Regions from separate parts of the Mus musculus genome. Here regions 2, 3, 4 and 5 are each linked to region 1. The links are chromatin contacts, called in public Hi-C, HiChIP or PLAC-seq and promoter capture Hi-C maps. All regions are on one chromosome and are shown on one strand. Each heading gives the region's core, a stretch centred on a gene start, on an enhancer-like site or on the middle of the called end of the contact. The rest is flanking DNA. Distances are from core to core; before and after follow the strand shown.

Region 1 (4,393 bases), core at 482-2,981:
TTTCACCAGGCGGCACTCTGGGTTGTCATTGGTAACTCGTGTGGAGATGCCAGTTCCGCAGCTCTTGGAGCACTGGGACCAAGACGTGGTCTGAACGATGCATTTCTGGCCATGGGCGTGCAGAGGGTTGAAAAGAACTCGCGGTTCGGTGCCAAAGACTAGAAAGATAAAGGAAATGGAAGGCTTCTTAGATGCTTGCATACACACACTGGTTTCTACAAAGTTGCAGACCAAGAAAGCATTTCTGCACAGTGTCTTAAGGACTCTATATCCACTTACCAGGAAGCCTCTTCAGTGAGCTGCCTTTTCCAATTGCGATTAACTCATTGTTTCTCGTTAACTCCACCTCCGAGGCATCGAGTCCGAGGAGGTCATCCTGGTCGTCCAGGGAGTCCTTAATGCTGTCTTCATCACAAACCCACTCTTCACAGCACTGCCCGCTGACTTTCACCAGCCGGGGGTTGGGACAGCCCAGATTGGGGAGAGACAGTTCTTGGGGACACAGAGGAATGCAGCCCACGGCGCCATCAATACATGTGCACTGGTGTTTACAGTTGGGCTGGAAGCTTTCCCCGTTTTGGTAGATTCTGGAGTTATATTCACAGGGTCTGCCTTCTGACTGAGCTGCAAAGACGACCAAAAGAGAGAGAGGAGAAGGTTAAGATTCGCCGCCACAGGCTGAAACTCATACATATTTTCCGCTGTTCAATTCAATGTATGGTAAAGTTCCCTACAGTTCCCCCGAGACTCCAGAGCTGAACAATAAGTTAGTCAGGAATCACTTTTCCGTATGCGCTTTTCGTTGGGCCCAGACACTCTGAATTGCATTCCAGACTGCTGAAATCATGTGCCTTTCTGCCAAGCTACCATCAACAAAGCGTCCACCATACATGGTCTCAAAATTACTAAACTTCTGGACTATGGGGACTATTATTTTTTTTAAAGGGGCCAAACCACAAGCCTCTTACCTCTGCAGATCCCTTTCAGAGCGGTGGAGCTGGCGCCGAAATTGCATTCCAACCCCTTGGTGTGGTCGCAGGGCTGAGTTTTGCTGCAGTCCTCGTTGAGTTGTTTAGCGCAGACCTTACAGCAGCCGCAGCCGTCCCGGACCAACCCGACTCCCGGGGCGCACTTGGGTGCCTCCAGAGGGCAGTGGCAGGCGGCGGGGCAGGTGGAGAGCGCCTGCAAGAGGGAGAAGCGCGTGAGATTGCTTTGCATTGCTCGGGGAGGCACGTAAACTGCCCTGAGCCTAGGTCTGGCTGTGGGGCTCCGTCCACCAGAAGTGTCTCGATCGCGTCCCGGCAGCCTGACCACCCCAGCGGCTGCGTCCCAGGAAGAGGCCCCCTGGGCATAAAGCAACAGCTACCTCCGAACTTTTCAGTCTAACTTTCCCTGCGGTGAAAGATCATGGCCCGGGGAAAGGAATCGATGAGGGCAGACCGGGAAGCAGTGGTTAAAAAAAAAAATCCAACTCACCAGTCTGGTCAAGTGGAGAAGGGTGACGGCGACAGCGAGCGTCCTGAAGGTGCTGGAGCTCATTGTGGCGCGCAGGAGGAACCGGGGCGAGCGCGGCGACACAGAACCAACAAGCCGGCGAGCAGCGGGATCAAATGCGCCCGGAGTGCGGTGAGGCGAGGGCCGAGGCGGCGGGTGTCCTTCTCTCGAGGTGCTGGCGGAGGAGGCGCAGAGATTGCAGGCGCTTCTCTGGGGCGCTCTCGCTCACGGTCTGCCCCAGCGCCGGGAGCCCGCCCTTTATAATGCCTGCCTAGGCGCCGCGTGTTGCAGTGACGTAGCTCTGTCGGCGCGTTCTAGAATTCTCAAACATCTCAGGAATGTTGGTTGGCGCGGGCTGCTGCCAAGCACCTCCCCTGGCTCCGTTGCACCTTTTCCCCCCTCTTCTCAGATCCATCAGAGAGAAAAAAAAGTTCGTTTTTTTCCACTTTAAATAACAACTTCCTTTGGGGAGGGCGGGATGCTTGGGGCGCGAGGGTGATGATTTTGATTGAAGAGGGTATATGGGGGGGGGGGGCGTGGTGTATGTGTTGGTGTGAACCCTTCAGATCTTTGCCTAGACATGGGAGGGCGGGAGACAGAGGAACAAAAGTGGTTTTGTTTGGTGATGCCTACCGGGAAAGGCAGCGAGCTGTTTGCTTGTTTACAACCAAGGTGAGAGTAAAGTTATCTACTGAGAGTCCAAAGGGGAGGGGGAGTTGGTTTCTAAGCCAGGGATCTATTTGTGGACTTCAAAGAGGCATGCTCGGATCAAGTCCCAAAGCTTTGGCATGATGTTTATTAGCCAAGAGAAGTGTATTGCAAATTAATACCCGGAGTGGCATTTATGAATGGGGGGGGGGAGGGAAGCTTCCCTCTTCGCTGGCATATTTCCAGCCAGAGGTCTTCCCTCATCCCTCCCCCTTTTTTTTGGTATGTTGTACTTGTTTGTTTTTGGAGGTTCCCAGTTTTAGTTCCAGCCCACTGCCTGCATTGGAAATCCAAGAGGAAACGAGTGCAGAGTTCTCCCGGAGCCTGACGTCCACTTCCTCACGGATGCCGGAGGCCGGGTCAACCCTCCTGGCCTCTCTCCCTGGACTGGCGGCGGTGGAAACTGAGCAGCCAAAGCAGAAGCGGAGGAGACCACCGTGGAGTGACTTGTCCTGAAATCACCAGGTGCAAAAGCTACCGGGACAAAACAGATTCTAACAGGACCATTGTGCCCTGTGGATAGCTGGAAAAAAGACTCGGGGTGTTTGCAGACACCCTCCCCCACCGCCCCCTATGTGTCTCGCTGTGTGTATTTGTTTGCCCCCCCCCCGTGTGTGTGAGTGTGTGTGTGTGTGTGTGTGTGTGTGTGTGTGTGTCTGGGCCCGTCCATGTGTTTAACTCCTTTGTTTTGGATCACTTAGAAGCCTTCTTTTTCAAGGGTAGTGCAGTGGCTCCCTCCAAGTTCCGAGACATGAGGGATTTAGAAGGCAACACTGTAATAGAGGAAGTTGGGTTTTAAGATCTTATTAAACATACAACTGAAGACACCCCTCCCACACAAGACCCTATTTGGGGTTATTAATGCCATTCATAAACTGGGATAGCTTTTCTTCATTTTTAATATTTAGGGCCTCTCTGCCTTTGCAGCTTCGCGATCTTGCTTAAGAGAGCCTCCTGCGTTGCCTGTTCTATGAATGACTCCAGTGAGAAGGAGAGGCTGTTGCGCACACTCCAGTGAAGACAGCTGTTACTGGAAAGAGTTAAGTTCATTCATTCAAAAGCGCCCTTTCGTAAGTCCTGGAGGAATTTGCTAGAGGCGGTAGGTTCTCCAAGGCTTTCTGGGGGTGGGGACTTTTAAAGACAATGGGTTGTCAAGTGTTATGCAAATAATGAAAGCAAAGCCTAGGCCTGGTCCCCTCGGCTGGCCGATTTATTAGAGAACAGTTCCTCCTGCGCACAGTTCATTGTTTCCATCTTAGGGAAGCTCGGGAGGGTAGGGGGTGAGGGTGGAGAAGGCAAGGAACAGGGTAGAAGGAGGCGCTGGAGAAACAGAATGGAGAGGAGGGTTCCTGGCTTCTGTTGTGGCGTCTTTTCTATTTGACTTCATGGTTGTAAGTATTTCCAGATGGTGAATCAGACACCAGACGTAACAATATTTCCATATTTGGGTATAGCAGTAGCCTGCGTTTTTAACATTTTTCTCCCTCTGTTATCCAACCACAAGGCATTCTTGACAGCTTCAAATGTTGTTAAATATAGACTTAACTTCTGTTCCCAGAGCAGGAAATTCGTTGGAATTCCTTGTTTTTCACGCAATCTGTCTATCATGATTTAAAATAAAGTTGCAGTGGATGATCCAACTGGCCTGAATATGCTGTGTTCCTTTGCTGAGGGGAGTTGGAGGGTGAGGGGGGGAAGCCTAGAGGTCCGGTATACGGCACAGCGTTCAAACAGACACGCCATTCCATAGATGCCTTTAAAAATCAGATTAAAGTTTTCTAACGAGGATGTGTGGGGTTTTGTTTCTGGACTCCAACTGGGCAATCTCGGAGAATGGGATTGTCCCAGAGGAGACGCGGGGAGAACATTAGCGTCAGCTGTCCATTTAAAGCAGCGGGTGTGTGGTGAGAAGAGGAGGGGTGCTGGAGTCGTCAAGGCCAGGAGGTGCTGGAGGAGGAGAGGCTGCGGGAACCTCTGTGCATCGCCTCTGCAGACAGCATGCTGGGAACCAGGAGAAACAGCGGCTGCTTAAGTCCTTGCCTAGGATGGTCCAGCAACTCCAGACGTGCTGTCGCCTTCTCACCTCCTCTGCTGAGAGCTACAGATCCTTCGTTGACAGACAGGGAGGGAAATGTGCAAATGGAGTGGGTAAGTGTCCCTTCGGGTTCTCATTGCAGGACTCTTCACCCCC
Region 2 (4,393 bases), core at 703-3,202, 230 kb before region 1:
GACACTGGCATACTTTCTCCATGGTGAACTATATCTTTAACTAAGAGCCAAAATAAATCTTCTACCACTTTAGTTGCTTTCTGTCATGTACTTGGTCATATGAATGAGGGAAACATTACTCAGGTCCCAAGTTAATTTTTCCATGCCACATTTTATTTATGCTATGTAGGTAAAGTACCTATGAAGTCAGGCCCTGTGCCCACTCCCAGGATGCTACCATGTATACTCACTAGACCTTTTATTCTTTAGAGATGGTCTTTTCTGTCTATATCAAGCACACCAAATTCCTAGGTAGCATGCAAGTATAATCTAGTGATTAGAGAGGGACATGAAAATCCCAATTATGGTGTGTGTGTTCTTAAAGGGGGACAGGGCTAACTTACTATGAGAAAGGACAGGCCACTTCTATAAGCAGGAAAAGTTAGGGCCTAGTGGTTCAGACTCTTCAGGGGCCTCTGTCAAGACATTCCCCTCACAAGTGTCAGAGTTTAGTTTTTCCTGAACCAGTTTTTTATTGACCCTAGCACATTAAACTCATCTTAGTTGGGAATTTAAGCTTCTCTGCAGTTTGGTCAGTATGGTAAAAAAAAAAAAAAAAAAATCAGGAACTGAATATAGTTTGCCACTAAAAGAGATAATTGCCCAACCATTTCATTAATGAGCTCTGGGTAACATATGGCCCACCAGGGGGTTAAGTGGCCAGTCTTTCTCATTGTACTCTCATCAGGCCTGGATGTAAGTCTGTCGCTGAGGCCTTAACCCGGAAGTACTGATTTAAAAAGCAATGAGTCTTAGCTTTAGAGGAGGGTGGGTGGTTTGCACGTGTGTTCCCCCACCTCTGCTTTATTTGCGTTGTTCACTGACTTAGTCAAAATATATTTATTATCTTCTGTAGTCCAGGAATTATGCTGAACGTAAGAGATGGAGATGCTCTATAGAACATTCAGACTGATAAACTTAAAGCCACGTCTTCCTGAACAGTGATGGAGTTAGAAAACGTAGTAGCCAGGCTTCTATATCACTGTGGACAGATGCCTGAAAGAAATATTTAAGAGAGTGAAGTCTCATTTTGGCTCATGGTATAAAAAGGCTGAACCCATATATTTGTGCCGAACATCGGGGCAATGGAGGTGTTTTCTGGGGCTGTTCTTGATCACTTGGTAGACAGCAGGCAGAGAAGGCAGAGGGCAGGAGGAGGCCAGAGAAAAGCCCATCCCTCAATGCTTCCTCGGGGGCCTTCCTCCAACTAGATCTCATATCCAAGTAATACAGGCATATTATGAATCTATCAAGTGATGGTCTATGTTATTGATGAGGTAAAAGCCTTCATGATCCAGAAAAGTCTTCACAAATACACCCACAGATGTGCTCTTTTTTAATTTCCCAGATGTTTCTGAATTTCTTCAAGTCACTCATCACACACAAAAAGCTCCTTGCTCCAACCCATGCTGTCAAAGGAATAACTTCTGAGACTATAGATTTCATTTGAAAATGTAAATGAATGATCCAAAGATTGTGAATTAACAAATAATCAGAAAGGTTTCAGGTATAAGCCTTAAAATTACCCTTAAATAAAAAAAAAACTGAAGGAAAATTGTCGAAAACAAAAATAATAGACATCATTCATCCTTTGCCAATTGACTTTCTCTGCATAGTAAATCTGAAAATTTTCCTTATCTTTTCCTCTCTCCACATGCATACTCTCTAGGGTTGACTCTTAGTTGAGGCTTTTTTCCTGATGGTCTGTAAATTCCTTGGCCCTAAGCCCACATTTTCATCTGTACACTAAACATTCCTACCAGAAGCCCTCACTGGTGCTTCCTCTTTGTCATATTTTAAAAAGGAATTCTTGTGGCTGGGGAGATGGCTCAGCAGTTAAGAGCACTGGCTCTTCTTCCAGAGGATCAAGATGGAGTAATCCCCAGCACAGACACGGTGGCTCACAACTGTCTATGACTCAGTTCCGGGGATCTGAAAGCCTCCTCTGGCCTCTGCAGCCACAAGGAATGTACATAGTGCACAGTTATACATTCAGGCAAAACACCCACACATAAAAACAAACAAGCAGATAAATAAGTAAGGGATTCTTGGACTGTGGAGATGGCTGAGTTGGTAAAGTCCTGGTCCCACAAGGAGAAAGACCTGTGTTTGGATCTCAAACAGGCAACACAGAAAGGGGCAGGTGCAGTAGAGCATGTCTTTAGCCTTAGCTCTGATAGGAAGGAAATGAAATTCCCCAGAGCCGTTTGGCCAGCCAATTTAACCAATCAGTGACCACCATGTGTCTCATAAGCAAAGGTAGAGGGAAAGAAAGGAAAACACCAAGCCCCAACCTCTTGCCTCTACATTCACATGGACATGAGTCCCTGCATATACACTTGCGTGTGCGTGTGCACACACGAAAGAAAGGAAGAAAGAAAGAAAGAAAGAAAGAAAGAAAGAAAGAAAGAAAGAAAGAAAGAAAGAAAGAAAGAGAGGGGGGAGGAAGAAAAGAAGGGAAGAGAAGAGAAGAAAAGAGAGGAGAGGAGAGGAGAGGAGAGGAGAGGAGAGGAGAGGAGAGGAGAGGAGAGGAGAGGAGAGGAGAGGAGAGAAGAGAAGAGAAGAGAAGAGAAGAGAAGAGAAGAGAAGAGAAGAGAAGAGAAGAGAAGAGAAGAGAAGAGAAGAGAAGAGAGAGAAGAGAAGAGAAGAGAAGAGAAGAGAAGAGAAGAGAAGAGAAGAGAAGAGAAGAGAAGAGAAGAGAAGAGAAGAAGAGAAGAGAAGAAAGAGAAGAGAGAAAAGAAAAGAAAAGAAGAGAAAAGAAAAGAAAAGAAAAAACAGTAATCTACAGTAATTCCTCAGCTAGATGGCATGTTCTTTCTTATCTGCCCCTGGACAACTTATTGTGTGGCCATCTTCTTAGAAAATGGCGTGACTGTGAAGACATAGTGCAGGGAAACAGATCCTGTGAGAACACCTGTCTCATTTAGTGCTTGAAAATGGAGATTTTTTTTTTTCATGTGTGGCTTAACCTTTGCTCCTCCAGTCACCAAAAGTCCATATCACATTGATATACAAAGTTGTCGCTTGAAACAAAGTTAAAAAATATCAGTGGTTTTCTACAGTGGGTAAAGTCTACACTTGTCATGATGAGATAGCTTCGATCCTTTGTGTAGCTTTGTAAGGAAAGCAAAACCCACTGATAGAAAATAGTGTAGCTAAGAGTAAATCAAATGCAACTGAATGGAGTTCTACACTGTGTGTTGTAGTAAAATTCAGAGTCTCCAGGGTCTGCCATCCTCTATCCTGTTACACAGTTGTTTACATGTTGAAGATTTGGACTCTTCTGAGGCATTCAAACACTGTGTAAGACACAGTGACTTTTGAAGATAATTGTTAAGTATAGGAACCTTCTATAAAATGTTTTACAGCACCTTTTTCAACTAGGAAACATTCTAATTTCACATTGCTCTTAGAATGAATCAGTAGGATGTGGTTACTTAAAAAAAACAGAAGTAAAAGACTCTAAAGTTTTTACTGACTTTGGGAGGAAAAATAATATTTCTTCTTGCTTCTAAAAGTCGATTTATTCCACATCAGGCTTTTTGGCCCTCCGCATTTTGGCTTTAGTTAACAAAATCTTTAAATAGACCATTACATATCCTACTTTGCAAAAAAACGTGAAATGTTTTCAATTATTACGCGGGTTTCTAGCTCCCAAGCAGAGCATGGACTAGCTGAAGACTTTGTCATACTCCTCCCTGTGTGTTGTGTGTAGAATCGGTGCCTAGAAAGGACTTGATGAACGTTCTTCCCCATACGGCATGTGCTGTTGGTAATTCCTAAAAGTGAACAAGATGGCTTCCACAACTGCTTTGTATCCATTAAATACACAACGGAACAGATTGGAACTTCACCAGACATACGCTCTGGTTTTACACTAGGTTCTCCTTACAGCATGCAAATGCAGCGTGGAGGGCTGATAAGCAAGTAGATATGGTTGTGTTCCAGGGAAAATGTCAAAGATATGCAAGCATCGTGTTTGCTGACTCCCGACTTTGCTCGAATTCTGTACCATTTTCTCTATGGGCAGTTTTTGATATCTGCTTAACCTTGGTGGTCAGTAATTCCAAACTGATTGGTATGGCACCTTAAACATAATAGATACTCAGTTAATAAAACTTTACATGTCTCATCTGTAGAAAAGTATGCATAATTTTAACAATTTAGAGGTTCCTATGTGACTTTTTAAAAACTACAGAAAGTAAACAATTAGAATCAAAATTCTAATACATTATCAAAGCTAGCTAACAATAGACTTTAGTCATTATGACTTTAAAAATATATTTTATAATTTCTTTGCTATTCTTCCCTTAAAGAAGAGCTCTCTAATTTCCATCTTTTAGGGTGGAGAATC
Region 3 (4,393 bases), core at 1,234-3,733, 210 kb after region 1:
GGGAATAATGAAGGGCCGGCTAACTGCCAGCCAGGCATAGCTCCTATTAGTACCTTCTAGAAGAATATCTGCCTTCTCACTGAGTAGAGGACTCCCTGCACCATACTTAGAACTCCTGATCACACACATAATGGAGCAAAATGAGCCCGCTCCAAAGAACGTATACCCCACTTCTCTATTTATACATTCACGGGCCAAACAGCAAAGTGTCTACATTACAGAGTGGGTAGGAGTCATGGCCTAGAGGCCCAATTTAATGTGAAACTAGATTTAAGTTTAAGAAAAATGAAATGTCCTTTTTTAGGACAAAAGCCAGGGCTCAAGAAGCTAGGTCTGTCACCTATCTCTGTAGGCCATTTAAAGAGATGATAAGAATAAGAAACAGATTTAGTAGACATGGCCACTCTGGGAAGAAAAATAAAGGGAGCTGGTAACCCCAAGTTCATGTTTGGGGGACTCATGTGAGATTTAGGCTTAAATCCCCATTTAAGCGAGAAGCCTGCATAAGTACTCTGCCTGGATCTAAGTGTGTTCAGCAGTGTTAATCTAAGTGTGGGCTTGCTGAGTGTCTGAACTCCATCTCAGCAAGATGATCCAAGCCAGCCCTTGATTTCGGGGACAAAGTGGTCCTCGGGAAATAGTTACTGCCATTTTAGGAGCAGCCTACATAGCTTCATGATGAGTTTGCTCTCATGTGAGGGATGCTCTGAAGTGTATGGTTCTTCTCTTGCAGTCCACAGTGTCTGAGACAGACAATGTGCCTGTCAGAGTAACCGACACAAGAAGGCATCAGATGCTGGGCTTTAGTCTTGTGTTTAGTTCATGTTAGCAGCTGAATGTGTCCCCACAGGCTCTGTCTGAACGCTTGGTTGTTTGCTCACGGTGCTATTATTGGAGGTTGTAGAACTGTCAGAAGATAAAGCCTGGCTGAAGAATTGGGCCGTGATGCTTAAAGTTTATAGCCTGGCTGTTCTCAGCTCACCTGCTGCCTCCTGGCAACCAAGATAGGAGGGGTCCTAGCCACAAGTTCCCCACCAACACACACCATAAACTCCAATATGCCTTCTCCTCAACCTTGAACCAAAATAAATCCTTCTTCTAAATAAGTTGCTTTTCATCAAACATTTGATCGCAGCTGCAAGAAAAGCAACTAATAAATAAAGTCATCTTGTTGGCCCAAATGGGAAGTATTGACCTTAGCAAGAGCGATGTCTAAATGTGTTATAGAAAGACATCTGCGATTGGAAGTGAACTGTGATTCGTTTGCAGCCGTACCTGGGTCCACCTCCTATAGCCGTACTCCTCCCCCCCCACCCCCCGTGGCCCACACCTCTCTCGGGCTAGCTTGTTGGTTTTTTTTTTTTTTTTCATGATGGAAGACAGAATAATTAATTTTGTACCATCTCTTACCCTGGTTTGTGTGTGTGTGTGTGTGTGTGTGTGTGTGTGTGTGTGTGTGTTTAGTTCCATCTAAGATCAATCACTTTCCTCTCCATGCACGAGCCTGGATTAATTACATGCTATCTGTCACAGGAGGGCAGTGTTTAATATCTGCCCTCAGGAGAGACGTGCAATAATTCTAACTTAATCTCCTTGGTATACCAGTCAGTCCTCCAGTCAGCTAGGAAGGGAGGAAGAAAATAGAACAAAGGGAAGAGAAGGAAGGAAACTGTACAGAGGGTGGACGGGTTTCAGTTGCAGAGGGATACGAGCCCACCCAGGTGAAGAGGCATAGAAGCAAGCAGCAGGCAGGGCGGCTGGAGCAGGAAGCTGAGAACTCACATGGAGTTCTCAGTGCATGGAGGTTTTTAGCTCTCAAAGCCCCACCTCCTGAACCTCCCCAAAGTGTGCCATCAGCTGGAGACCAAGAGTTCAAATATCTGAGTCTGGGGAGGACTTTCTTATTCAAACCACCACGTTAAACTCTTAGTTAAAACCCTCTGCAAACTAGTCAGTGAGGAAGGTGCTCGCCCAACCTAGAAACACATGCAAGGCTGGCCTGTTGATGGGCTCTGCTCTGCCATCGGCTGGCCGGGCAGCTCGAGGAGTATTCTCAGCCTCCCCACTCTGAGCTGCAGAGCAGTTATCTTCTCCTAGGGACAGTTAAAGTTTTCCTCCTTTTTATTGGTAATTCTGTTCTCTAAAGCCAGAGAGATGGAAAAGTAGTGTTCTTTTGTATTATAGCAAATTATTATATTAAATTATTATATTAAAAGTAGGAAGAATTTTGAGGTCTCCACTGCATTCTTCACATCTTTGTCATGTAAATGAGCTGGAGTATAGTAAGTGGAATTCCAATAGGCTTGAAATTTCAAATTAAGTGATTCCGGAATGCTGCAATTGGAAACGTCTTTTTGGCTTCTGGCTTCTGCTATACTTCCTGAAATAAGAGTGTGCTGCACATGTAAGATTCCTAGAGTGAAGATGAGGGCTGCTTCACAGCTCATTTAAATTGCATCGCACACAGCTTGTTTCTCTCTGAAAGACCAACCATGTAATACAGGTTGCTCAGGCTGTGTTTCCTCTTGTTCTGACTCAGCTTCCCCCATTGCCTTTCATGTCCAAAAATGTCCCTGTGATTTTATAGGTAGCCATATTTTAAAAACAATGAAGGTGGAAAAACCCTGAATGTGTTTGGATCGTACATGTTTTTTTTCACTGTCTGGAATTTCCTGTAGGAACACTACAACAATAGCAAAGCCAAAGAACAAGCAAAAAATGCACTCGTATCAACAGAGAGACTGCAGCGCAAAAATAAAGACATTGTCTCTGCGCTTGTCCCAGTGCATTATAGAGGGTAGCCAGCCTTCCATTTAGGTCGCTGACAATCCCATTGCAGTTTAATAAGACTGCTCACCCATTCCAGGTATGTTCACAAAACAGTAGCATCTTTCAGTCTACTGTGCCTGTATTAAGAAATTAAAACACTAAACAGGCTGCCTCCTTGTTATACCAACTGTGTGTGCAATTCTTGGCAGCAGTTACTTTATCTGACAGTTATTCCCAGTGCTGTGTGCCAGCGAGGCTGGGGTGGCCAAAATCAAATGCTTTGGTGAGATAAGGCAATAAATAATCTGAAGCTGTGAGGTCAGAAGACCAAGGCAAGAAGGAAAACATGGCCAAGTGGGAGGAAGGGACTACTGAGGCACACATTCTTCTCTTCTGGGCTTTCAGGAAAATGTCAGAGGGTGGGGGGAGAAGGAATGTTATAAGCATTGTTCCGCATGTCCATTATACACTGTATAGAAGTGTATAATGGCGAGCCCCGGGCTACCTTGCCAGCAGAGTCTTGCCCAACACCCGCAAGGGCCCACACGGGACTCCCCACGGGACCCTAAGACCTCTGGTGAGTGGACCACAGTGCCTGCCCCAATCCAATCGCGCGGAACTTGAGACTGCGGTACATAGGGAAGCAGGCTACCCGGGCCTGATCTGGGGCACAAGTCCCTTCCGCTCGACCCGAGACTCGAGCCCCGGGCTACCTTGCCAGCAGAGTCTTGCCCAACACCCGCAAGGGTCCACACGGGACTCCCCACGGGACCCTAAGACCTCTGGTGAGTGGATCACAGTGCCTGCCCCAATCCAATCGCGCGGAACTTGAGACTGCGGTACATAGGGAAGCAGGCTACCCGGGCCTGATCTGGGGCACAAGTCCCTTCCGCTCGACTCGAGACTCGAGCCCCGGGCTACCTTGCCAGCAGAGTCTTGCCCAACACCCGCAAGGGTCCACACGGGACTCCCCACGGGACCCTAAGACCTCTGGTGAGTGGACCACAGTGCCTGCCCCAATCCAATCGCGCGGAACTTGAGACTGCGGTACATAGGGAAGCAGGCTACCCGGGCCTGATCTGGGGCACAAGTCCCTTCCGCTCGACCCGAGACTCGAGCCCCGGGCTACCTTGCCAGCAGAGTCTTGCCCAACACCCGCAAGGGCCCACACGGGACTCCCCACGGGACCCTAAGACCTCTGGTGAGTGGAACACAGCGCCTACCCCAATCCAATCGTGTGGAACTTGAGACTGCGGTACATAGGGAAGCAGGCTACCCGGGCTTGATCTGGGGCACAAACCCCTTCCACTCCACTCGAGCCCCGGCTACCTTGCCAGCTGAGTCGCCTGACACCCGCAAGGGCCCACACAGGATTCCACACGTGATCCTAAGACCTCTAGTGAGTGGAACACAACTTCTGCCAGGAGTCTGGTTCGAACACCAGATATCTGGGTACCTGCCTTGCAAGAAGAGAGCTTGCCTGCAGAGAATACTCTGCCCACTGAAACTAAGGAGAGTGCTACCCTCCAGGTCTGCTCATAGAGGCTAACAGAGTCACCTGAAGAACAAGCTCTTAACAGTGACAACTAAAACAGCTAGCTTCAGAGATTACCAGATGGCGAAA
Region 4 (4,393 bases), core at 915-3,414, 190 kb after region 1:
TCCTGCCTCCAGGTTCCTGACCTGCTTGAGTTCTTGTCCTGACTTCCTTTGGTGATGTAATGCAATGTGGAAGTGTAAGCTGAATAAATAAACCCTTTCCTCCCCAACTTGCTTCTTTGACATGATGTTTTGTTCAGGAATACAAACCCTGACTAAGACATATAGTGAATACTACTCTGAATACAGTACCCCAGGACAATGCTGAGAGTGTTTAATTTGCCTTTACCTTATATTAGGGAACATTTTTGGGTTTGATTTTTGTTTATATTAAGGGAAGACATGGAAATTTAAAAAGATTTTGTATAATGTTGAAAATCTGTATTTATATTTTTTTCTTTCCATTTGAAATGTAGCCAGAATTGAAATCAATAGATGACTTGAGAGTAAAATAATAATACCATAGTCTGTGGGTTTTGAGCTCAGTGTACCAAGTACTGAGCTAGGTACTTCCTATACCTGATCCCATTTGTGAATCACATAATCCCTGTAACAGAGAAAATACTACCCCTTTACAAATCAGGAAGCCATAAGTTGTATCACTCCTTCATAGCAGTATTCAAATATCTGGTACTGTCCGTGAGGGCTCTGGAAGCTTGAGGAGGGTATGGAGGGAGAGCCGTAGAAGAAGGAAGGAGAGGGAGTGAGAAAGGTAAGAAAGGAAGCCAGGTGCTGAGAGAGAAAAGGAATCCTACAGGCTAGAGGGCAGTGTGCTCATAACCTACGCAGCCTGTGTTGTCATGGCTGATCCCCTTTGATGGGCTTGTGTGATGATGGATAGCCTTAACCTCCCTAGACAGTATCAGGAATCATGCAGGTGACAAGTGTGAGGTGTGTGCTGAAAGGGATTGTGCTGACCAAAGTGGGAAGACCCACTGAAAGTGGGCAGGATCATCCCCTGGGGCTGGATCCGGGGCTGGGTGAAGTAGGAGGTTAACAGCACCAGTGTCTCAGTGTCCTGCTGCTGTGACTTCCCTTGTGGTGAGCTGTCCCCTCCAACTGTGAGCCAGAACAAGTCCTTCTCCCCTAACCTTCTCTTGGAGGGATGTTCCATTATAGCAGCAGGAAAGGCTACAAGGAGACTCGTTGCCTGGGGTTGTTCTTCTTGTTGGTATTGGTGGTTTATTGCCTTGGGTTGTTTTTGTGGTGGTGGTTGGTTTGTTTTGGTGTTGGGTCTCTTTTCTGTTGGTTGATTGGTTGGTTGGTTGGTTGCTTGCTTGCTTGCTTGCTTGCTTGGCTGGTTGCTTGGCTGGTTGCTTGCTTGCTTGCTTGCTTGCTTGCTTGCTTGCTTGCTTGGCTGGTTGGTTGTTGGTTGGTTGCTTGGTTGGTTGCTTGGTTGCTTGGTTGGCTGGCTGGCTGGCTGGCTGGCTGGTTGATTTTCAGTCACGGGAATCTCTCTATGGAACCCTTGCTGGCTCAGAACTTCACAGGTAGTTTAGATTGACCTCAAACTCACAATCCTCTTATCTCTGCTTCTAATGCTAGAATTAAAGGCAAGAGGCATGGCTTCCAGCCTTCAGTGCTTGTTTGAGGCCTGTGGGGCATCTTACCAGCCAGGCCTACCTTTCTTGGTGCTGAAGGTTAGTTAAAGGAGAGATTATAAGAAATGTGCCTCATCACAACAGCTTCCTGGAGCTGGGAGGAAATAAAACTGGCAAGATTTTAACACGGACATGTTAAATAGGCGAACCACTCTCACTCTGAGTTGGCTCGTGGGAAAAATTGCCATTTTGTTTTGTGGTAACACAGATGGAATCTGTCACACAGTCGTAAAACATGGGAACTTGTCTAGATGTAAGAAAAAGCAACAGCTTTTTTGCTTGTGGGTCAGATTCGTGGCATAAGAATCCGTCACCATATGCACACAGTCTGGTATTTCAGATAACAAAAGTTGTGTCTGATATCTTTTGTGCACTTACAGTTCTGTGTGATATGAGCTTTATGTGAGTTTAGTAGTCCAAGGGAGCTTAAGCATAAATAAATACTCACTTCAAAGATGAGCAGACTGAGGCTCAGTCTGCCCACTAACCCAGGCAAGAGAGACGTAACTCAAAGCACTTGTCAGTCTTTAGAATGGCGTTGGATCATAAGCTAAGGTTTCTCCAATTTCTTCTTGCAATTTCTGACCTATGTGTTAGCTGCGCCCGTTCAGCTCAGCCTGTGGAATCAATACTGTTTGTCCTGATGGTTTCTCTGAGTCACTTAGCGTTCCACTGTAGAGTTGGTGTCTCTGTGGAAGGTGGAGTGTTGGATTCTTTTGTTTTTTCCCCTCCTGAACATAAATTAAGTCAACATGACTGTGCAACTACGCAACAAGCAGATGTTTAAAGGTTCATGGTTGCATCTGTTCCTATAAAGTTCCCCCTCTGTCATTTACTGTTCAGTTGGCCCCAGAAGCAGATTTGCTCCAGGCTGATGTGTCAGGGAAGTGCTAGGCCTTTTGTAGGAGACTTTGTGTGTGCTTTCCTGGGAATCTGTACCAGAATTCAGTTCTCAGTAGGCAGCCTGCTGGGCTCTGTTCTTCCGTTTTGTTAGACATCTCTCTGGGGTTAGCATGCCCAACTTGATGCTGAACCTCTCACAACTGTCCACTTCATGTTTAAGTTTTTTAAACTCTTTCAGACATTTGACTCTGAAAGTAATCTAGTACCATCCACATGGATGATGCAGACCTCCCCCAAAACCTGGCGGTAGAGCAGCAACAGAATATAATTACATCTGGATTACACATAATCCAGATGTAATGTAATGTCGGGATACCTGGTTTCACAGTTAGGAAACCACAAAATTTTATCCTCTAAAATCAATTTCCCTTTAGAATAATTTTGTCCTAAGTGTCCAACAGCTTCTTAACTCTGTACATGCACTCAAAGTTTCCAAAGGAAAAAAAATGTCTGATTATATGATCCTGACGGATCACTTTTCAAAACCAGGAGAAAAAATAAACTTTCAATTTGGAAAGACATAAGACGTGAGAGATGGAAGGAGGTGTTTCAGAGACAGTGTACAGTGACAGTGCCGCCTTGTTTCTGTCTTTCACTCTGAAGAGTTTAACTGAAGGTCCTCAGTTGAGACGCTGTGTAGTTATAGAAGCATTTCCGAGCGGAACCGGTGTTGCCGCCGAATTCCCAGTTACTGAAATGTTAACTTCCAGAGCCCGGTCCTCATGCCTTCTCCTTACACTCGGTGAATTTTCTATAGACACTAAAGCTGACAAGTGTGTGTGTGTGTGTGTGTGTGTGTGTGTGTGTGTGTGTGTGTGTGTGTGAGAGAGAGAGAGAGAGAGAGAGAGAGAGAGAGAGAGAGTTAGTTCAGAGTCTCCCGAATCATGGTAAATGTTTTGCTCCTGTTTGTATGGTATGACAATTGCCCTTCCTGTTAAAGAAGTCACTGGATGTAGTCACTATATAAAGATCATTTTGTCTATGGAAATACTTTTTATCGTTCTGAGTCACTGGTGTGTGGAAATGTAGCAGGTTCCAGGACAAGGATGGGGCGGTGTGTTTATTTTTCTTTATACCCTCTTTAATGTTTTTGAATGCATGAATGTCAGTACTGTCAAAGTATTTCCATATTTTTATTACTTTAGAAGCAACTTCTGTCATGATGCCTCTCCAGTGACAATTTTGGCAGGGATGCCCAGTGTGGTGTAAGCCCTGTGTACTGGGCATTTGGCAGGGATGCCCAGTGTGGTGTGAGCCCTGTGTACTGGGCACTTGGCAGGGATGCCCAGTGTGGTGTGAGCCCTGTGTACTGGACACTTGGCAGGGATGCCCAGTGTACTGTGACCGCTTATTTTTCCTCTTATCCCTGTTCATGTCTTCTTAATAGATGCTTACTATTTTAAAGGTTGCACAGACCTTAGACAATATTAAAACTGCGTTTGTTGAGCTGCTGGAAGGATGTGAATTAAGTTGTAAGCTTCCAAGTGCACACACCTCTAATTCCAGTACTCAGAGGCAGAGCTCCAAGGTCATGAGATCAAAGCCAACCTGAGTTACTTGATGACAAGCCATCTCAGAGTAATTTTAAAAATTAAAAATAAATAAGCCTCAGTCAGAACATTTTCTAATTCAGTTCGGAGTGTCTCCATGATGGATAAGCCTAGACCCAGAGAGTCCCTGAACTTCACTCGCCAGTAGTCTTCTGTCTCATGATAGTTACTGTATTTGTTCATGACCTCTAGGGAACTAAGTTTTAAAAACACATGAATATAAATTTTAACAACAAGACATCTAAGAAGCCGGGCGTGGTGGCACATGCCTTTAATCCCAGCACTTGGGAGGCAGAGGCAGGCAGATTTCTGAGTTCAAGACCAGCCTGGTCTACAAAGTGAGTTCCAGGACAGCCAGGGCTACACAGAGAAACCCTGTGTCAAAAAAACAAAACAAAAAAA
Region 5 (4,393 bases), core at 676-3,175, 140 kb after region 1:
CATTCATTTTCTCTCTCCTACTCTCCCTTCCTCTCCTCTATTCTCCTCCCTGCCCCCCCACCTCTCTCTCTCTTGTGTGAGTGTGTGCTGGAGACTGAGCCCAGGCGCTGTTGCCCATGTTACCAGGAAGCTGTACATTATCTCTGCAGAGAGGAGTGATAATGTTAAAAAGCGGGGGATTGTCTTTGAAGGGCGAAAATCTGAAACTACAATCCCAAAGTGAGATTTAGTTCCAACACGAAAGAATTATGGTGTGAAACGCAGCACGTGATTACCCCAGCAGCTGATACGGCCTGACAGCTCCCCCGAAAATGAACTGCAAACGAGGCTGTAATTTAAAGACAGTGGCGCATGACCTCAATGATCGAAACACCAAAAGCCTCTTACAGAGGCACAAATAAATATTTCAGCATGGGCGCTATCTCGTCTCTCCTGCAGCCCTCGACAGTAGGCTAATGGCTGATCGTGTTCACTAATTGTTTACATAACTAATATTCTCTGTGTTTATATTCTCTCCTTGTTATATGTTGATGCTATAGAAAGGAAAGCCAACAATGATTCCTCTCTATAAATTCTGCATGGTAATAAAAGTAATAAGTATACAATCACTAGAGAACATTTGAAGATAAATATTTTAATTTAAAATCTCAAAGCTTCGATATTTCTGTGACAGAGGGTTCACATATCCCTTTGTAAAGTCTTTTAGGAACTCAAAAAGCTTAAACACTACTTGGTCATTACACATTTCCATGAACTAAAAGGTAATGATAATGGTATCTGTTTTATGCTTAGGGAAGAAGATAGAGATGCTGGCTTAGGGAAGAAAGTAAGCAAATGTTTTCTTAAAGAACCTCCCAAGAGCCCTTTTTCCTACATCACTTGTTAACCAGTAACATCTTTGTTTATACGGAAAACAAAGCTATACAAGGTTGCAAATCCATACTTCACCTCAGTTTTGTGGACCCTGTGCCATCTCTGTTACTCTATAACTAATAATCTTAAAGTAGAAAGCTTCAAGCCAAATTGTTTTTACTGGTAGATTCTACCAAACATTTAAAGAGAGGAGAGATACAGTTCCCTGGGATCTTGTCAATAAACCAGAAGCAGAGAGAACACCTGTTAATTTGTTCTACAAAGCCAATATTATCCTAATACCAAGCAGATAAAGACAATGTAAAGAAAGACCTAAAGGCCAGTACATCTTATGAAGATTGACTTTAAACATAACCTCATGGCTAAAATGGTAGCTCTGTGTTGAAGAGAACTTGCTGTTCAGAGGACCTGGGTTCAGTTCCCATCTCCTCACATAGCAGGTCACAACTGCCTATAACTCCAGTTCCAGGGGGATCCGATGCCCTCTTCTGACCACCTCAGGTTCCTGCACACATGTGGTACACATATGCACATGTGTAATAAAATAAGTAATGTTTTAAAGCCCTCAAAATACTAACAAATACTATTCTATAACAATAGTATACAAACCAATTATACACCATGACTAGTAGCATTTGTTCCAGGGACACAGGGCTAATTCAGCACGTGAATATCAATGCAATCTTCCAAATCAGTAGTCAAAAAGAAGAAAAGTCTTACATTTATATTAGTAGTATGCTCAGAAAAAAACTGTATGAGGAAACACCCATTCACAATTACAGAAACAAACAAGAACAACAACAGAATCCATGTAAGCTCTCAGCGAGCCACAGATGTAGGGGACCATGCTTAACTAGATGAAGAACTTCCACCAAGGGGCCAGCAGGACGGCTTAGAGAGAGGGTAAAGGTTGCTGCAAACCTGGACTCGATCGCCTGGGACCCACATGGTAGGAGGAGAGAACCAACACCAGGAACTTCTCCTCTAACCTCACGTGCGCATGTCAGGCACCCCACCCCACCTCCGAGCACAAGTAATAGCATACGATAAATTCCTCCTTAAGGAAGAACACACACCAAATCCCCACAGCTAACATGTGCGTACGGGTAACAGGCTCAGTGTTTGTTCTTTACGATTAGGAACAGGCCCTGCAAGTCTTAGCCAGTGTAATAAGACAAAATAAATAAAAGGTGTCTATATGTTAAGGAAGAAAACTAAACTTCCCTTTGCTTTCAAATGACATTATTTTCTACATGAGAAAATTTCAAAAGATTGACATTCTTACACACACACACATATTTTTAAGAACAAAAAATATAGCAAAGTTTTGGGGCAAAATCCTCATATACAAAGCCAGCCACTTCTGTACCAGCAATGAAGGCTGGGATTTATAAGCTAGAAAAATCATGTAAAAATGAAACCACATAGGTATAGTTAACCAATCTTTGACAAGTATTTTTTAAAAGCCTGTTATGTTAGTCTCTTTAGTTAATCCATAGCTGCATAGTTTAAACAATGGGGGAAATTCACAGACCCCAAAACTGTAGGTTTGAGATAAAGGTGTTGAAGTGGCTGAATTCTGTTACGTGATTAAAAGCTACAGGGTGAGTTAAAATATTTGTAGAACATATACCTGGTAGTGGAGGTCTTTACAAAATATTTAAATAATTCTTAAAACTAAATGATAAAGCTGAGGGGGTGGTGCACACTTTTAATCCTGGCACCGGGGAAGTAGAGGAAGGCGGATCTCTGTGAATTGGAGGCCAGCCCAGTCCACATAGCAAGTTCCAGGAGAGCCAGGGTCCCATCCTATCTCAAAACAAACAAACAAACAAAAACCAACGCAAACCCACACGACAAAAAACCTACCACCACCACCACCAAACAACAGCAACAAAAAACAAAGCTCAACAATAAAAAAAATCATATGATTAATAAATCAACGTCTCCATAAATAAAACATTCAATGTCATCTGTTGTTAATAAATGATAAATTAAAATGTGGGGAATGTAACTTGCCTAACAAGATGGCGGGAGGAAAGTTATCAGTATCAGCTGCTTGGCAAGAATACAGAACAAGGAATTCTTCCTGCTCATATGTAAATGGCGCAGCCATGGAGAAGCTTCTCCCCGGGCCAGAAGAGCCTTACCATACAGTCCAGCAACCGTGTCCTTGGGCTCACTCAAATAAACTGAAATTCTATGTGTACACAAATGCTGGCGTTTAATTATGTATGGAACACCTACATAATCACCCAAACCTGGATGCAAGAAGCTGCCCAGTGAGTAAAGGAATAGACTAACTACGGCGCACTCATGTAAGGGAATTATTTAGGAATAAGAGACAAGCAGTAGTTTGTGTAAGGCAAAAACAGATCTTTAGTACGCCTTACTGACTGAAAGAAGTCCTTCTGGAAAGCCTAGACACTGTGTGATTCCTTCTATAGGACAACTCGGGAGACACACAACCACAGCAACGCAAAAGGGTTAGCGATAGGGCGGACATTGAGTAGGTGAAGCACTGGAGATCTGGGGAGACTGAAAACTGCCCAGTGTGTCGTTGCTGTGGCTACTGTGAAAGCACATGTTTGTAATTACCTCCAGCACTCCACAGCACTGGAGAAATGATGCAGACAGACGAATGTATGACAAACTACAAGAAGCATTTAGGAGGTGGGGGTGGGGGGGGTCCCCCTATGGAAAGCAGAATTTTCTTTAAAAATCTGTTTATATCACAGTGTATGAAACAGCTTTACTGAGAGGGAGGGAGGAGAGAGGGAGGGAGGGGCGGAGAGACAGAGGAAGGGAGGGAGGGAGGGAGGGAGGGAGGGAGGGAGGGAGGGAGGGAGGGAGGGAGGGAAGGGCAGAGAGACAGAGGGAGGGAGGGAGGGAGGGAGGAGAGAGGGAGGGAGGGGCAGAGAGACAGAGGGAGGGAGGGAGGGAGGGAGGGAGGGAGGGAGGCGCTGACCTAGGTAACTTTGGAAATGAGGAAACTCCCTTAGGTGGTAAGCAGAATCAGCTCTTGAACTCAGAGGTCTAGTGGTGGTTCTGATGCTGCGGGAGCAAACAGTTAGGTGAGGGAGCAGAGGGTGGAGACGGGAGCTTACAGCTCCATGCAGCTGTGGCTTAGAGTTCAAGAGACCGCTGTGAATCCATATTTGATTATGTGGATACAGATGGTTATGTGTGGAGATGCTATCGGATGTTTCTATGAGTTCATATAATAAATATTATACATGCGTATATATACACAGACAGATATTTCTGTGCTCTGTTGGCTGAGAGGATTAGAAGGAACAACACCCCAGTAGAACCCAGAGGTGAAGTGTGTCAGGGGGCAGCAGGAGCGGACTGAAACCTTCTCAAAGGCCAGTGCTCGAGGTTTGTAACAGAAGTGTGATATAAACACCCTCGAGTCTCTCCTGATGTAAACAAGTCAGTGAATAATACAAAAAACATCTCTCACATAGAATCCAGAAACCTTTATGTAGCATTCTGCTTTTAGGGAGGTAGCCCAGAA

What was found. Promoter capture Hi-C pulls out the DNA fragments that hold promoters and counts their contacts. A called contact is a pair of places that touch in the nucleus more often than the background predicts. HiChIP or PLAC-seq counts read pairs in DNA pulled down with a chosen protein or histone mark.
Region 2: a Hi-C map of the C2C12 cell line shows a contact between it and region 1, with 5 times the contacts expected there. The contact joins the enhancer-like site here to the promoter of Ccn1 in region 1. A contact is called at or near these places in 8 of 39 promoter capture datasets (the 3T3-L1 cell line, the SN4741 cell line, cranial neural crest and 3 more), 10 of 484 Hi-C or Micro-C datasets (the C2C12 cell line, the HL-1 cell line, the N1E-115 cell line and 6 more), 6 of 115 datasets of contacts at active chromatin or transcription factors (the NIH/3T3 cell line, embryonic stem cells, epiblast stem cells and 1 more) and 1 of 9 other capture datasets (embryonic stem cells).
Region 3: an H3K27ac HiChIP or PLAC-seq map of heart atrium shows a contact between it and region 1, with 14 read pairs. The contact joins the enhancer-like site here to the promoter of Ccn1 in region 1. A contact is called at or near these places in 7 of 39 promoter capture datasets (the SN4741 cell line, cranial neural crest, embryonic stem cells and 4 more), 1 of 15 datasets of contacts at CTCF or cohesin (the NIH/3T3 cell line), 1 of 484 Hi-C or Micro-C datasets (muscle stem cells), 17 of 115 datasets of contacts at active chromatin or transcription factors (the NIH/3T3 cell line, craniofacial prominence, embryonic basal ganglia and 10 more) and 3 of 9 other capture datasets (adipose tissue, liver and pancreatic islet).
Region 4: a contact with region 1 is called in a promoter capture Hi-C map of liver. The contact joins the enhancer-like site here to the promoter of Ccn1 in region 1. A contact is called at or near these places in 14 of 39 promoter capture datasets (the 3T3-L1 cell line, 3T3-L1-derived adipocytes, the C10 cell line and 9 more), 2 of 15 datasets of contacts at CTCF or cohesin (both in the NIH/3T3 cell line), 11 of 484 Hi-C or Micro-C datasets (the C2C12 cell line, adipose-derived mesenchymal stem cells, cerebral cortex and 5 more), 21 of 115 datasets of contacts at active chromatin or transcription factors (the NIH/3T3 cell line, astrocytes, bone marrow-derived macrophages and 12 more) and 3 of 9 other capture datasets (adipose tissue, embryonic tail and liver).
Region 5: a contact with region 1 is called in an H3K27ac HiChIP or PLAC-seq map of extraembryonic endoderm stem cells. The contact joins the enhancer-like site here to the promoter of Ccn1 in region 1. A contact is called at or near these places in 10 of 39 promoter capture datasets (the 3T3-L1 cell line, 3T3-L1-derived adipocytes, cranial neural crest and 5 more), 1 of 15 datasets of contacts at CTCF or cohesin (the NIH/3T3 cell line), 12 of 484 Hi-C or Micro-C datasets (Sertoli cells, embryonic stem cells, granulosa cells and 4 more), 23 of 115 datasets of contacts at active chromatin or transcription factors (the NIH/3T3 cell line, craniofacial prominence, differentiating embryonic stem cells and 14 more) and 2 of 9 other capture datasets (adipose tissue and liver).

What each region holds. Positions count from the first base shown.
Region 1 is chr3:145,648,254-145,652,646 of GRCm38.p6, forward strand. Ccn1 (cellular communication network factor 1) reads right to left here and starts at 1,732. Exons shown (of 5, transcript NM_010516.2): 1 at 1,477-1,732; 2 at 969-1,182; 3 at 280-624; 4 at 1-158. The coding sequence starts at 1,539. It overlaps Gm17501 (a long non-coding RNA gene), which reads left to right and starts at 1,824. Exons shown (of 3, transcript XR_003954574.1): 1 at 1,824-2,667; 2 at 3,130-4,350.
Region 2 is chr3:145,418,784-145,423,176 of GRCm38.p6, forward strand. All of the region lies in intron 24 of Col24a1 (collagen, type XXIV, alpha 1), which reads left to right. Among named protein-coding and RNA genes, the nearest start is that of Gm35133, 29 kb to the left of the region's middle. Within about 2 kb of position 1,953, at least 41 of the 459 cell types and tissues checked have an H3K27ac peak or open chromatin away from gene starts, as enhancers often do. A contact at or near this core is called in the C2C12 cell line, the HL-1 cell line, the N1E-115 cell line and 6 more, where this site is marked.
Region 3 is chr3:145,861,843-145,866,235 of GRCm38.p6, forward strand. All of the region lies in intron 4 of Ddah1 (dimethylarginine dimethylaminohydrolase 1), which reads left to right. Among named protein-coding and RNA genes, the nearest start is that of Gm35187, 27 kb to the right of the region's middle. Within about 2 kb of position 2,484, at least 15 of the 459 cell types and tissues checked have an H3K27ac peak or open chromatin away from gene starts, as enhancers often do. A contact at or near this core is called in adipose tissue and heart atrium, where this site is marked.
Region 4 is chr3:145,840,352-145,844,744 of GRCm38.p6, forward strand. The region is part of intron 1 of Ddah1 (dimethylarginine dimethylaminohydrolase 1); the gene reads left to right. Among named protein-coding and RNA genes, the nearest start is that of Gm35187, 48 kb to the right of the region's middle. Within about 2 kb of position 2,165, at least 11 of the 459 cell types and tissues checked have an H3K27ac peak or open chromatin away from gene starts, as enhancers often do. A contact at or near this core is called in liver, where this site is marked.
Region 5 is chr3:145,792,641-145,797,033 of GRCm38.p6, forward strand. The region is part of intron 1 of Ddah1 (dimethylarginine dimethylaminohydrolase 1); the gene reads left to right. Among named protein-coding and RNA genes, the nearest start is that of Ddah1, 36 kb to the left of the region's middle. Within about 2 kb of position 1,926, at least 4 of the 459 cell types and tissues checked have an H3K27ac peak or open chromatin away from gene starts, as enhancers often do.